4 separate regions of the Mus musculus genome follow, and all the other regions are linked to region 1. A link is a contact called in public HiChIP or PLAC-seq data. All regions are on one chromosome and are shown on one strand. The core of a region is the stretch at or near the end of the contact, and the rest is flanking DNA. Distances in the headings are between cores, read along the strand shown.

What was found. HiChIP or PLAC-seq counts read pairs in DNA pulled down with a chosen protein or histone mark.
Region 2: a contact with region 1 is called in an HNF4G HiChIP or PLAC-seq map of pancreatic cancer cells. The contact joins two enhancer-like sites. A contact is called at or near these places in 4 of 39 promoter capture datasets (cranial neural crest, embryonic stem cells, liver and 1 more), 1 of 115 datasets of contacts at active chromatin or transcription factors (pancreatic cancer cells) and 1 of 9 other capture datasets (liver).
Region 3: a contact with region 1 is called in a FOXA1 HiChIP or PLAC-seq map of pancreatic cancer cells. The contact joins two enhancer-like sites. A contact is called at or near these places in 2 of 39 promoter capture datasets (embryonic stem cells and pre-B cells), 1 of 484 Hi-C or Micro-C datasets (embryonic stem cells), 4 of 115 datasets of contacts at active chromatin or transcription factors (bone marrow-derived macrophages, memory CD8 T cells and pancreatic cancer cells) and 2 of 9 other capture datasets (embryonic stem cells and liver).
Region 4: a FOXA1 HiChIP or PLAC-seq map of pancreatic cancer cells shows a contact between it and region 1. The contact joins two enhancer-like sites. A contact is called at or near these places in 1 of 39 promoter capture datasets (pre-B cells) and 1 of 115 datasets of contacts at active chromatin or transcription factors (pancreatic cancer cells).

Annotation. Positions count from the first base shown.
Region 1 is chr11:116,522,609-116,526,324 of GRCm38.p6, forward strand. No RefSeq gene overlaps it. Among named protein-coding and RNA genes, the nearest start is that of Sphk1, 8.0 kb to the right of the region's middle. Within about 2 kb of position 1,328, at least 83 of the 459 cell types and tissues checked have an H3K27ac peak or open chromatin away from gene starts, as enhancers often do. A contact at or near this core is called in pancreatic cancer cells, where this site is marked.
Region 2 is chr11:117,096,978-117,100,614 of GRCm38.p6, forward strand. No RefSeq gene overlaps it. Among named protein-coding and RNA genes, the nearest start is that of Sec14l1, 16 kb to the right of the region's middle. Within about 2 kb of position 1,779, at least 39 of the 459 cell types and tissues checked have an H3K27ac peak or open chromatin away from gene starts, as enhancers often do. A contact at or near this core is called in pancreatic cancer cells, where this site is marked.
Region 3 is chr11:115,840,068-115,843,793 of GRCm38.p6, forward strand. It overlaps Llgl2 (LLGL2 scribble cell polarity complex component), which reads left to right. Exons shown (of 26, transcript NM_145438.2): 3 at 3,250-3,347. Among named protein-coding and RNA genes, the nearest start is that of Myo15b, 16 kb to the right of the region's middle. Within about 2 kb of position 2,309, at least 116 of the 459 cell types and tissues checked have an H3K27ac peak or open chromatin away from gene starts, as enhancers often do. A contact at or near this core is called in pancreatic cancer cells, where this site is marked.
Region 4 is chr11:115,751,421-115,755,044 of GRCm38.p6, forward strand. No RefSeq gene overlaps it. Among named protein-coding and RNA genes, the nearest start is that of Tmem94, 12 kb to the right of the region's middle. Within about 2 kb of position 2,246, at least 34 of the 459 cell types and tissues checked have an H3K27ac peak or open chromatin away from gene starts, as enhancers often do. A contact at or near this core is called in pancreatic cancer cells, where this site is marked.

The DNA.
Region 1 (3,716 bases), core at 78-2,577:
TCCTAGCAGAAGGAGGGAAAGGCAGAGGTGGTTCAGGAATTCAAGGTCATCCTGGGCTATATGTGGACTTGTCTTAAAAAAAAAAAAAGTAAAAAGTAATAATGATTTTAAAGGAGGGAGAAACAAAAAGAAAGAAAACCAAAGAAAGAAGAACAAAGGAAGAAGAGAAAAGAAGAGAAGAGAAAAGAAAAAGCAGGAAGAAGGCCAAGCTCTCCAGCACCTAGGCAGGTGATCGATCGATCCCTTGGTGACCACACTCCATTCTGACTGAACCGGGAGAGGAAGCAGCTGGGATCATCTGACAGTGCCTTGAAGGAGAAACGACATCTCAACTCATGTTCAGATGCGGTCACATAGCTGTGGTCAGGACTTCAGGGCACTGAGCGGAGGGAAGGAGGGAAGGAGGGACATGCCACTTCTGGAAACTGACTTTCCCAACTCATGGGAGCAGCGTCATGCTCTGCTGTATGAAGCCTCTTCATCCAGCCTGCGTGGGACAAAGCCCTTGTCCAAAGCCCCAGCTGTCCAGTGCACCCCGTGAAATCATTACTTAAATTACTAGGCTCGTGTCTGCAAAGAATTCAAGGCTTTGACCTTCAGGAACCGAGCCTCCAGGGAAGGGGAAGTTCTATTTTTGGGATGTGGATAATGAGAGAGAGGAGCAGGCAAGCCTCGCTCCTGGCTTTGTGGTATCTTTTCCAGCTTGATGAATCAGGGCATCTGCCTCCCTCTCCCTCTATTGCCCCTGGCCCTCAATAATTTGGCTACAACTGTGGCAGCCCAATAGGTGTGCATTTGTACAAAAGAAATGTACGCCCCTAAGGGCAGCATTCCCAAAGTCTCCTGTGCTTGTGGAGGGACCCCATCAGGTAAGTGAACATGGCCCCAGATCACGAAGCACGAAGTCACTGTTTGGCTGGGGGCCAGAGCTAACCCACTGTCTGTCTGTTTGCTTTGGGTAACACCCAAGGACACACATTCTGAGGCCTGTGAAAGTAGAAAACACTTCAAAACCAAAAAGCACGGGGAAAACCACGCGCACACCCATCCTCTCGGAGCCCAATCTCTACACTGGGTTCCTGGGATGCAGAGGGATCCCTGCTTCCTAGTCCCTGACTGCAGGGGCGCTGATCCTGCTTCCTGCAGCCCCTCCTCTTTCTAGGACCTGCCAAATCTGTTGGTTTGGCATAGCTTCTCTTGCTCAGGAGGTAAAGTCGTCAGACTAGGATTCCTGAGCAAACCAGGAAATATCCATCCTGCTAGGATTCAGGATGTGGGGCTGGGCAAAGGCCAGGCCACAGCCCACTGCAGGCCCAAATGGAAGATGATGTCAGAGGGAGCCTAAGAAATGTTTCCACTGAGCGACTCTTTCCAATGTCTGTGGCTGGTTAGCCTGGCCCAGCCTTGTCACAGAAGAATAAAAGCAACTGGGCTTCCAGATCACATGACCGGAGGTGGCAAAGCTACAGAGTTCCATTGGTGTCTGGGGAGGGAAAGGAGAGGACAGTGCCCATGGGTGAGCTCTTTCTGCAAAGCAGTATCAGGAAATTGTGCCAGGCTGAGAATGGACGGGCTGGGCTGCTTCCAATCCCTTCCATAGGCGAAAGGATGGGGTTTTGCAAGCCTGTCAGTACTACATTTAGCAACGATGCTAGATTCTTCCTCTTAGGTAATTTTCAGAAATGGAAACTAATTTTTCTCTAGGCTCTAGATGAGTCTAAGATACAGTCTATAGGTTCATGCCTCAGTCCCAGCAAGCCTGACTCCAGCCCCACTCGATCTAAGTGCTTTTGTGGAAAAGCAAAATCCTGGGGGTAAAACCAGAGACGGGAAGTTGGGAAAGGAGGTTCCAGAGCCAAGTGAGGACAGATTGACATTATTTCCCTCTGTGGTTAGCAAAACAGTGGCCTCCCCTCTGTCTCTGGCGCCTGTGAATGAACATATTACATTATGTGCAGAAGGGACCTTGCAGATGAGATGGGAATCTAGAGTGTTTGCTTGGGACACTCCCAGTCCTGGAGTCAGTCTTTAGCCTGTAATCGCAGCTCTTGGGATACGGAGGCAGGATCAGAGTTCTAGATCCTTCTCAGTTACACAGGCCACTTTTTTTTTTTTTTTCCGAGACAGGGTTTCTCTGTATAGCCCTGGCTGTCCTGAAACTCGCTTTGTAGACCAGGCTGACTTTGAACTCAGAAATCCGCCTGCCTCTGCCTCCTGAGTGCTGGAATTACAGGCCAGCATCACCACGCCCGGTTTACACAGGCCACTCTTGACCCGCCCTCCTCCCCACTCCTCAAAGAAGAGGAGGAGAAAGAGGAAGAGGAGGAAAAAAAGACACAGAGTGGGTGTCTCTTACAGAACTAATTACTCACCGGAGAATAGAGAGCCCCACCCCCTTGCGGTTACAGAAATCTATATAGATTTTGGCCTGAGAGTAAAGGCAAATTGTTGCTTTTTCTATAGGAAAGTTAGTTTTTATTCCTAAAGCAATGGAAAAGCACAGATTTATTGGGGAGGGCAACCTGGGAAGGTCTGATGAGTTCTGATATGTAGAGCTCAGGCTGGCTGACTTGTGGAGACTGGATTGTAAGGTTCACACCTGCTTAAGTGTCACAGTCAGCAGCACAGATCTGAGTCCCCATGGGATGCTCTCATTATTATGGGATGCTCCCATCCATATGGGATGCTCCTCCCATCAGTATGGTATGCTGCCATCAGTTTGGGATACTCCCGTCAGTATGCGATGCTCCTCCTATCAGTATGGCATGCTGCCATCAGTATGGGATGCTCCCATCCATATGGGATGCTCCTATCAGTATAGGATACTCCCATCAGTATGAGATGCTCCTCCTATCAGTATGGCATGCTGCCATCAGTATGGGATGCTCCCATCCATATGGGATGCTCCTATCAGTATGGGATGCTCCCATCAGTATGAGATGCTCCTCCCATCAGTATGGGATGCTCCCATCAGTATGAGATGCTCCTCCCATCAGTATGGGATGCTCCCATCAGTATAGGATATTCCCATCAGTATGAGATGGTCCTCCTATCAGTATGGCATGCTGCCATCAGTATGGGATGCTCCCATCCATATGGGATGCTCCTATCAGTATGGGATGCCCCCATCAATATGAGATGCTCCTCCCATCAGTATGGTATGCTGCCATCAGTATGGGATGCTCCCGTCAGTATGGGATGCTCCTCCCATCAGTATGGCATGCTGCCATCAGTATGGGATACTCCCATCAGTATGAGATGCTCCTCCCATCAGTATGGCATGCTGCCATCAGTATGGGATGCTCCCATCCAAATGGGATGCTCCTCCCATCAGTAAGTGCTGGAGGTCTGAGACAAGGGGAGATGACTGTGGACGGCTCTCACTAAGGAGCCCTTGGTAGCCCTAGTCAGACACTTGTGAACGGGCGAACAGATTGGAAGGAGCCCTTGTTGCTTTGATTTTTTTCAAAACCTACTTTTCATGATGGTTTTTAAATGCTTCAGCGTCCCCTCTAGCCCACCACCCACCTGAAGCAGTGGAAAAGGAAGGTTACTAGGATTCGGCGGAAGTGGACCTGTTTAGAAATGGTTCTCTGCAGCGATTTCAATCTCCAATTGTCAGGATACCAGTGGTCCAGTTTAGTAATGTCAAGATAGCAAACAGGAATCAGCAGCATTGGCATGACCCAGAAGAAATAGCCAGGCCTCTGCCGAAT
Region 2 (3,637 bases), core at 529-3,028, 570 kb after region 1:
ACTGACAGCCCACCTTGCACATGGGAAACCCAGGCATGGGTCTCTTCTTTGAAAACCCCCTGGCAGTGGGTAGGCCTGGAGTTTTTAGTTCTGAATAGAGCCTTGGCTGTGCTGGGGCACGGGCATTTCCGTCGATGACTGGATTAGGTGTAGGCCCTTTGAGGGGCCAGCCCATTGTTTTCAGATATGTGGGGGTACAGGAGAAGATCCGTGTTTTCATCCTGGGAGGGGGGTTCCTTCCTGCCTGGTGCTGCCCACCTCCTGGAAAGGGATGTTTTCGGCTCAAGAGTCCCTGGGTGTCACTGAAACCAAAGCTCCGTGTTCTCTGGCTCAAAACACAGGAAAGAAATTGTTTCCTAAATGGAAAGGCACGAAAACAGCCATGGGAGAGAGGTCGTGGGAGACACTTCCCAAGTACCTCAGAGTCCTTGGCAGTACGAAGCTAGAACACTCATGTTTAAATATGCCTTGTCAAGGCTCATTTGGTAGTTAGATCGTCGTGTGGTAACAAAGTTGAAAGGAATGAAGACAGCCTACAAAAATAAAACGATCACACCAGGACTGGGGTTAGGGGTGTATGGATGGCACTTGCCTAGAGTGCCCAAGGGCCTGGGTTCTATTGCCAAAAAGCAAAAAGAAATCACATCCCTGGAAGCACAGGGTGGGGAGTGGGAGGGTGGGTAGGGGTGAAGGGTGGGAGGGTGGGCTCCACTTGTTGGGATAGGTCAATTTGTTAGAGAGGAACCTGGGGTGAACAATCTGAAGGCTGTCAGAGCAGCCTAAGGCAAACCCACAGCCAGCCTCAGAGCGAGGAGAAGAAACTATCCTCCCGGAGATGCAGATGATGGGAAGGGAGCTGTGGAGAGGGAGAGGACCAGGCTCCAGGGCTCTGAGCTGACTGTGGCCTGGGCTCTGTAGGGTGGTTTATAGCTGAGAGCTCAGATTTGTAACACCCTTTTCATACTGAGACTGTGTAAGAACTGAAGCAGCATGCCTGCTAGAAACTGGGGCTTTCAATCTAAGATTGAAGGGCTGTCTCTCCTCTCCTTTCCTTCTTCCTCCCTCTCCCCATCTCTCTTCTAACCCTTCTCTTCCTCCACTTCTTCTTTCTTCCCCCTCTCTTTCCCTCCTACCCTCTCTCATCTATCTCTTTCTCTCTCCCTTCTCCAACCCCCACCTTTGAGTCACTAGGCATAGACCCAGGACCAAGCCAGTGTTCTATCTCAGCCATACCCCAGTCCAGGGAGGGGATATTTGCTTGCTTGTTTGTTTTGTCAGTAACAGGATGTTTCAACAAGCTTGGAACTTTACAGGCTGTCCCCGAAGCCTCCTCCCATCCCTTCTAGGACCTGTCTTGCAGGGTACTTAATGGATCTTCCACCCAGCCTCATGGATTGCTGCAGATGTGAGTGGGGGCTGGGCTATGAGTGATGCTAGTCTGTCCCTCCCACATCTCCTCTTTCTTCTCCCCCCACTACGGGTTGCTAGGCTTTGATCCAGGACCAGGCCCACGCTCTATCTCGGCTCTGCCCCCACTTCAGTGAAGGGATATTCGCTTGTTTATTTATCTAATCCATTTGGGGTGTGTATGTGTGAGCATGTGTGTATGTGTAAGTGTGTGTGGGTGTGCATGTGCATAAGTATGTGTGTGTGTGCATGTGTGAAAATATGTGTGTATGGGAGTATATGCGGGTGTAAATGTATGTAAGTATGTGTGTGTATGTGTGTGCACATGCAACCTCAGGCCTTCACCATGCTAAGCAAGAGCCAGCTACATTCCTAATGTATGGCTTGTTTGGTTTGTGGTTTTGCGTGTCTGTGGCGCCACTGTGCATGGGGCTGCAGGCTGGAGGGCAGACCTCTTCCTTAACAGCTCTCCTTTGTTTCATTTTGAGATGGCTTCTCTTCCTGAACTTGGAACTCACTGATCCTGCTGGATTGAGTGCCCAGCTGACCCTCCCCAGGAATCCTTCTCTGTCCCTCCCCAGCACTGAGGTGACACGTGACAGGCACTATGTCTTCTTACATGTGTGGGAGGAATTCAAAGTCCAGCCCTCTGACTTGTGAGTCAGGCAGTATACTGACCAAACCATTCCTCAACACCACACCAAACCAACCTTACTTTTTTGAGTCAGGGTCTCTCTTAGCCCAGGCTGGAACTTATAACAATCCTCTTCCCTCAGCCTCCTCAGCCTCTTGAGCTGGGACTATAGGTGTGTACCACACACACACACACACACACACACACACACACACTCCTACACTCCATCTTTACAAAATTGAAGCATCCTCTTGGGGTGTCAGTTAAGGGGATCCACCCAATGGCTTCTGTCTTTCCCCACTTTCCTGGGTCAAGGATCTTCAAGTCACCTGTGTGACTTGCAGAGACCCAGCTGACAACTCTGTCAGACAGTGGTGAGTTCTGTGGTTTTGCATTTTGATTCTTTCTTTGTTAGTTTGTTTCTTTTCTGCACCTTCTCACTGTCCCCCAAGGCCACCCTGGAGCTAACTCACTGTCCACACAGCAGCATGGGTGACTAAGAAGAGTGGTCACTTTCATCAGAGTCGATGAATTATTCAGACCCTCACAGGTCAAGCCTGACACAAGCACTTTCCCTGGGGAGTGAGCCTGTCACCAGTGAATTGCTCAAGAGAGATGGCCTCTTTGTGACCCTGGATATCTCCTTTAGAAAGCAACACTTTTTAGATTTGGGAATTAGATACATTTGGTTACTATAGGGGGGGGGGGGCGAAGGGGGCAGGGGGAGGGGGCCTGGCTTGAGGCATTCTAGTTAATCTCCACTGTCAAATTGACTGGATTTAGAATCACCTAGAAGATGTAGGCACAACTTTGAGCTGTTGTTGGGAGATATTTCCAACAGAATTAACGAGGAGGAAAGACTCACCCTGAGTGGCATGATGTCATAGGCTAGAGCAGTGGTTCTCAGCCTCCCTGATGCTGCAACCCTTTAATACAGTCCCTCAGGTTGTGGTGCCCCCAACCATAACATTATGGTTGTTGCTAAATGGTAACTGTAATTTTGCTACTGTTATGAATTGTAACATAAATATTGGATGCAGGATATCTGATATGCAACTCCTGTTAAAGGGTCATTTGGGTCATGACCCAAAGGTTGAGAACCCCAGGGCTAGAGCCTTGAAAGGAGCAAAGGTGTGGTTGGGAGAAAGCCAGCTGTAGTGGGTGGCTAATGTTGATTGCTGATTGAAGAGGATCTAGGAGACGAACCTCTGGGCCCTGGGTTGTTGAGGCGGGAGGGCCTCGTTGGCACCGTTGGCACCATCCCACAAGCCATGCATGGTCTTACCAAATTACAAGGCGAAAGTGAGCTCACCTCTCTGCTTCCTGCCTGTGGTGACTGCAGATCTGAAGTGATGATGGACTGCCTCAAGCTCCCACCATCGTGACTTCTCCACTCCTGCCATAAGGTTGTCATAGCAACAAGACAAAACCAATATCCAATGAGTATATTCACAAGTCTCTGCTTCCTGTCCACTGTGGTAGGTCATCTGCTGGACATTGCCATAATGTTCTGCCAAGTACACAGGGCCAAGGAGCCCAGCAAGCCCTCCAAAACTGTGAGACAAAATAAATTCCCCACCCTGAAGTCATTCTGTC
Region 3 (3,726 bases), core at 1,059-3,558, 680 kb before region 1:
TGTCCCTTGTTTTGCTTTTGAGAGAGCCTTGGTCCCTCAGTGTTGTCAGCTGGATAAGATGCCCTGGGGGCGGGGGCACACTGCAGAATACTAAGGACCCTAGCAGCCAGCCGCAGCCTAGGGACAGTTCTCACACTGGGGTGAGCAATCAGAACACACACTCTGTATTCACAAGATGCCTCGTGTTCAGTCCAAGGACACACTGCTCAGGGCATCCTGAATGTCATTCTGGTGAGCCTGACTGGGTGCCTGTTCTCAACTGGCCTTTGGAAGGACAGGGAGGAGTGGTCACAGTCCTTGGGACTCTGAAGGAAGTAAGAGATGGGGGATGCCCAACCTTTGCAGCAGGAAGGATTCAAGCAGGATTGTTGAACTGCTTAAGAGCTGACGGGGCAGGTCGTGGCCTCAGAGGCCAGAAATCTGAAAATGTGTTTCTCTTTGACTTGACTTCCCTGAGGATGCGAAGTCAGAATATTCTAGGGTAGTATGTTGGTCCAGTAAGATTACAATAGGAGACTGGGCTGTGTACACCTTTAATCCCAGCACCCGGGAGACAGAGGCAGGGGGATCTCTGTGAGTTTGAGGCCAGCTTGCTTGGTCTACAGAGTGAGTTCCAGGACAACCAGGGCTACACAGAGAAACCCTGTCTTGAAAGACAAACAAACAAATAAACAAAGAATATAATAGGAGCCATGTATATAACTTAAAATTTCTAGCATTAAATAATCAGATTTAATTTAGATAAGAATTCTGTTTAATATACTCAAAATATTATCTTTACATGTAGGCAATACAGCTATTAGTAAGTTGTTTTGACTTGTGTGTGTGTGTGTGTGTGTGTGTGTGTTTGGGGAAGGATTTTTTTTTAATTAATTAATTTATTTATATGTAAGTACACTGTAGCTGTCTTTAGACACTCCAGAAGAGGGCATCAGATTTCATTATGGATGGTTATGAGCCACCATGTGGTTGCTGGGATTTGAACTCGGGACCTTTGGAAGAGCAGTCGGCGCTCTTAACCACTGAGCCATCTCTCCAGCCCCGGGAAAGATTTTTTTTATGTTTATTTTTTTATTTTTTGTTTTTATTTTTTGTTTGTGTATGTGCCTACATGTATGTCTATTTATCATATGCATGCACTGCCCATAGAGGCCAGAAGAGGGCGCTGGGTCCCCTGGAACTGGACTCAGAGACTGGTGTGAGCCGCCATGTGGATGCTGGGAATCTAACACAGATCCTCTGGGAGAGGAGTCTCTTAATGGACTAGCCATCACTCCAGTCCCTAATTTGCTTTGTTTTGTTGATACTAAGTCTCTAAATTCTGATTTTTTTTTTTTTTTTACACTTTATAACAGTCTCAGTTGTAAAATAAACTCTTTGAAAAGCTCTGTCTTAAGAGTTTGAGATTGGAGATGTAAGGTGAGGCCCGAGGTTGGCCTCCCTTCAGGTTGTTTTAGTAAAGACACTTCACTGTGGCAGAACCAAATGTACTTTCTTCCTTTTGTTGTTGTTGTTTTATAGTTGTTTGATTTTTGAGACAGCCTGTAGCCCAGGCTGGCCTGGAATTTACTGTATAACCTAGGCTGCCCTTGAACTCCTGACTTTCATGCCTTCGCTCCCCCTGAGTGCTGGGATTACAGGCGGGAACCACTGTGCACAGTTTGAATATCCGTTCACACTTTAAATTGGCTGAAATAAGAGAAACTTTAAATATCATCTTCTTGATACAAGTGAGCCTTGGCCGCTTGACTGCTGTCCTAGGCTGCTCAGGGAGTGGGGCCTCCTACTGGGCCTTCAGCTCCTGAGGGTTTATCCCCCACCCCACCCCCCAGTCCTCCAAATTCTACATTCCAAAGCCACTGCTGGTGGTAATGGGGAAATGGCTAAATTAAGAGCTTGGAGCTCTCTCCTGGTCTCTATCTCTTCTCCAGGCTTCAGTAACCTGGGATCAGCCAAGGCCTCGCAGGGCCCCGGGAGAGCTTGTCCCACACAGCCTGTGTGATTTCTCTGCTCTCCTTTTTCTGGGAAATGTTTGCATTCCAGACACTCAGCTATCTCCCCAGGCCCTGCATTTTTCACATAGCTGAACAGGGACTGGGACTGGCTGGGGCCCTCCGCCTGGGGTCTTGCATTCCTGGCCGGCCATCCAGGTATGGCCATTTGCAAGGCAGACTGTGTTCCTGCCCTGTCTACCCACCCTGTCATCCTCAGGGATCCCCTAAAGGAGGCATTTGTTAGAGCTGTCCTCCCTGCCCTGGCCTCCTCCCATGAGCCACTGGGCTGGACTCTGGGGAGGTGTGGCCCTTGAGTTTTCTCCTGCTGTCGCCAGGGCTTATCTCTCTGTGCTGCTGGGGCTCTGATAGGGCTCCTGGTAACACTGACTGGAGTCTGGAAGCTGACTCCTTCTGCACACTGCGGATTTAGCTCAGTAACTTACAAGGCAGTTGCCATTGGGCCCTGCTTCAGCCTACTGCAGCAGAGTCAGTGCCGTAGGGTAGGTAGCTGTTGGGAAGCAGAAGCCCAGGCCTGCTGAGCAATGCTTTGACATCAGCTGTTGGCATTCGCACCTCCTGTCTGTAGCTCCTTGCACACCAACGGTGAAAAAGGCCCAGAGCTGCAGGCAGGGACAGAAACCTAGACCTGGTCACCAGGGTGGCTGGCATTGGGAACCCTGGGAGGGAGGCAGTGACCCCTCCGGGATGTTCTCCAGCCATTTTCAGCTCCTTGTAAAGCCTTTAGCCATTGGGTGATCGCACGCAGATAACCTGGAAAGCTATACATGTCCATGAACACGCGGGGAAGTGTTCATGCCATGCGATCCAGTCAGAGCTCTGTATTTTTTTCAAAAACTGTACACTGTGCACAACACCCCTTTAATCCCAGCACTAGGGAGGCAGTGGCAGGTGGATCTCTAGCCAGCCTGATAGCCTACATAGTGAGTTCCAGGGTCCCTGTCTCCCCCAGCCCTTCAAAATGATATATGTGCGTAACTATACATGTGGTTATATAGTTGTATACTGTGTGTACTCTCATGTAGGTAGGTGTATGTGTAGTGGTCAAGAGGACAACTAGAGATCTGGACTACAGACATAAATGAGTCCTGTTTTAACTCCAAGCTGAGGAGGTGCAGAGCTCAGAGCCCCCTTTCCCTGATTGAGCTGTGACTCCACAGCCCAGCCCCAACCCTGGGGGATCATGGGGATTCAAAGGACTCGCCTATAGGCCCAGCCCACATGCTTCTCATTTCAGACAGTGGAGCATGGCTTCCCACACCAGCCCAGCGCCCTTGGCTATAGCCCTTCGCTGCGCATCCTGGCCATCGGAACCCGCTCTGGAGCTGTCAAGCTGTATCCTTTCCAGTGCCTGTTGCCATGGGGTGAGGCCAAGGTGATCTCTATGTGTATGTGGGGTAGGTGAGATCTGGAGAGAGCCAGTCTTACCCTGCTTCATCTTGGGCGCTTGGTCCAAGAGCAGGGTGAGAATTTAGCACCGCGAGCTGTGTGTCCTTAGAGCACAGAATGGGTATATCTTCTCTTCTCTGGTTACTCACGTCCCCGTTCCCCCCCCCCCCGTCCCCCCCCCTTGACTTGTATACTTGATTGTAGGGCCCTGGGTGACTACCACGTTGTCCAAGCTAGTTGTATAGTCTTTTGTCCACAGCAGGGGGTGTCTGGGATACAGGTGGTTTCAGCAGGGAGGCTCCACCCTGGGACAACTTCTCTGAAG
Region 4 (3,624 bases), core at 996-3,495, 770 kb before region 1:
CCTTTGGAAGAGCAGCAGTGCTCTTAAATGGTGAGCCATCAATTCAGTCCCTGGTCACAATGCTTTATATTCTGTTTTAAACTTGTTCTTTCTCTTGGTCCAAACTTCCTCCAACTCTGCCCTATTTCAGACCACCCTGAAATACCTTCTTCCTACCTTCTTCCCCTCTCTCTTCCTCTTTTCTCCTTCCTTCCTTCCTTTCTTCCTTTCTTTCTTTCTTTCTTTCTTTCTTTCTTTCTTTCTTTCTTCCTTTCTTCCTTTCTTCCTTTCTTCCTTCCTTTCTCTCTCGCTTTTCCTCTTTCTTTCTTTGAGGTAAGATCTCATATAGCCCAGGCTGGCCTCTAACTCACTATGCCACTGAAGGGCCATCTTGTCTTCCAATTCTCCTGCCTCTACCTCTCAACTGCTAGTATCACAGGTCTGCACCAGCAATACGGGCTGACAAAACCCAGGCTTTGGCCATGCTAGGCAAGCTCTCTACCAGCTGAGCTCCACCCACAGCCCTCTTTCTTCTTTTATAGGACATCCTGTTCTTGCTTGGCTGTACATTCTGCCAGCATTTGCAAGTGGTGGTAGGAGGGTCGGAACTTCACAGTCATCTTAGATAAGTAAATAAGAAGCCAGCCTGGGCTACAGTATGAAACCAAACCAAACTGAAACAAACAAACAAACAAACAAACAAACAAACAAACAATAATGTGCAGGGGTAATGGGTGTGGCATTAATCCCACTACCCAGGAGACAGAGAAAGTTCAAAGTTAGCCTGGTCTGCACAGAAACTTTCAGGACATCCAAAGCTACATACAGATACCTTGTGTCAAAATGAAACAAACAAACAAACAAACAAACAAAACAAAACAAAACCAAATAATAACAAAAACCCACTACCAGGAACAAAATCCAAAACCTGATTACCTGAGTTCCGTTCTCAAACCCACAGTGAATGAGAGGACTGGTTATTTATTTATTTATTTATTTATTTATTTATTTATTTATGTATTTAAAAACATGTACCATGTACCATGGAGCTCATGTGCACCCCAAAATAAGAACAAATTAAATTTAAAAAATCACCACTGGTCGGGTGGGTAGTGTTGGCGCATGCCTTTAATCCCAGCACTCAGGAGGCACAGGCAGGTGGATCTCTGGGAGTCTCAGGCTAGCCTGGTCTACAAAGTCAGTTCCAGGACAGTCCAGGGACAGTGAGATCACCACATCAAAAACTCCATCAGCATTCCCCGCACTTGAAACTAACCACTCCAAAACTGCAGGCATCCTGCGTGCTAGTAGTTGTCTATCTTTTCCCAGGTCAGTCCCATCACCCAGGGAGGAGCCCTCCTCAGCTCTGCCTCTCTCCTGCTCTGGCTGTGGCCCTGGCAACGCTGTCCCCAGCAGATGGGCGGAGAGAAAGAGACTGTGTAGACTCATGAATTATTAATACTGTTTTCTGCCAAAGTTATAACGCAGGCGGTGAGCACGGTGATACATTTATCCACAGGCAGTTGTGAAAAAACAGAGGGACAAGGCCTGCCTGATCTGAACAGGTGATAAGGAGCCAATTGGGAAGCAAAGAGGCCAGGAAGGACATTTCAGGGACAAGGAACAGCACCAGCCAAGACCTCAAGATCACAGTAGTAGCCTTTGAGGTTAGAAAGCAAGGACTAAGAACACAGAGGTGGCTCCTTCTTGTGTAAGAATGCTGAGCGCTAAGCCTTTAATCCCAGCACTCGGGAGGCGGAGGCAGAGGCAGGCAGATTTCTGAGTTCGAGGCCAGCCTGGTCTACAGAGTAAGTTCCAGGATAGCCAGGCTACACAGAGAAACCCTGTCTCGGGAAAAAAGAAAAAAAAAATGCTGAGGGCTAAAAAAGAGACAGAGGTGAGAAACCTCTCCTGGAAGGCCTTAGACCTCTTCCCGGGGCTATCTTAGAGAGATGAAAGACACTTCAGAAAAATGAAGGATTGTACAGTTAGCTGCTTGGGAGGGCTAGCCTTAAAAGACACAGCTAGAGGCCCCCAGAGCAATGGGGAGGCTGTGCACTGTGCTCTAGAATATGTCATTGGCATGTTTGTGAATGAGTCATTTACTCTTTCAGCAGGGTTTTTTTTGGGGGGGGGATGGGGAGAGAGGAAATTGACTTAGGGAGAATGTCCGGAGCAAAGGGGTGTCTCACAGACCTTTAACCTGTCAGTCACTCAGCTCACGTTCACTGAAGCAATGTTCAAAAGGTCTATAAATGGTGCCCAGAGACATATATGACTCAGAGGGGCCAAGGTACAATAGGAAGTGGAGCTGGGGATGGCAATGATGCACACCCTTAGTCTCAGCACTCGGGAGGCAGAGGCATGGGGATCCCTGTGAGTTTGAGTCAGTCTGGTCTCCAAAGTGAGTTCCAGGTCAGCGAGGGCTACACAGTGACCCTATCTCAAACAAAACAAAACAATATGAAGTGGGGTAATATATTGGCTAGTTTTATGCCAGTTTGACACAGAGTCATCAGAGAGGAGGGAGTCTTAATTGAGAAAATGCCTCCATGAGATCAGGCTGTAGGCAAGCCAGTAGGACATTTTCTTAGTGATTGATGGGGGAGGCTCCAGCCTATTGTGCCTGGAGCCATCATCCCTAGGCTGGTGGTCCTGGCTTCTATAAAAAAGCAGGCTGAGCAAACCATGAGAAGCAAGCTAGTAAGTAGTACCGCTCCATGGCCTCTGTATCAGATCCTGTCTCTAGGTCCTTGCCCTACTTGAGTTTCTGTCCTGACTTTGTTTGATGATGAATTGAGATGTGGAAGCATAAGCTGATTAAACCCTTTCCTTCCAAGTTACTTTGGTCATGGAGTTTTATCATAGCTATAATAACTCTAATTTAGGGAGCTGGCTCAGTGGTTAAGAGCATTGACTACTCTTCCAGATGTCCTGAGTTCAAGTCCCAGCAACCACATGGTGCCTCACAAGCATCTGTAATGGGATTAGATGTCTCTTCTGGTGTGTCTGATGACAGCTAAAGAGTACGAATATATACATAAAATAAATAAATCTTAAAGAATTAAAAAAAAAAAACTCTAATTAGGACAAGTTGGTATAAGAAGTGGGGTATTGCCATGACAGACCTGAACATATTTCTGAGAGAAGTGGGAAGAAGGACTTTGGAACTTTGGGCTAGAAAAGCCATTGAGTGCTGAGAGCCCAGTGAGCTGTCCTGTAGGAGCCTCGGTAGTAAGAATGTGGAGAGCATTGGAGACGACGGAGGCCTGGCTTGTGACATTTCAGAGGGAAGCAAAGACCCTACACGCAGTTTATGTGATGAGTCTGTGGTGTTTGTTTAGCCGGGGCTGAGGAATCAGCTGTGGTTAAGAAGAGACCAATGCCATTAGGTTGAAATCTGGGAAGTGTTTCCAGAGAGAACATAGGAGCTGTGTTCCAGAGGCAGTCAAGGTTGTACCTCTTGCTGGCAGCTAAACTTGGTCGTATTAAGAGTTACTGTTATTAGACGCGTTCTCACGACCGGCCAGGAAAGACGCAACAGACCAGAATCTTCTGCGGCAAAGCTTTATTCTTACATCTTCAGGAGCCAGGGTGCAGGAAGCAAGAGAGCAAGAAGCAAGAGAGAGAGAAAACGAAACCCCG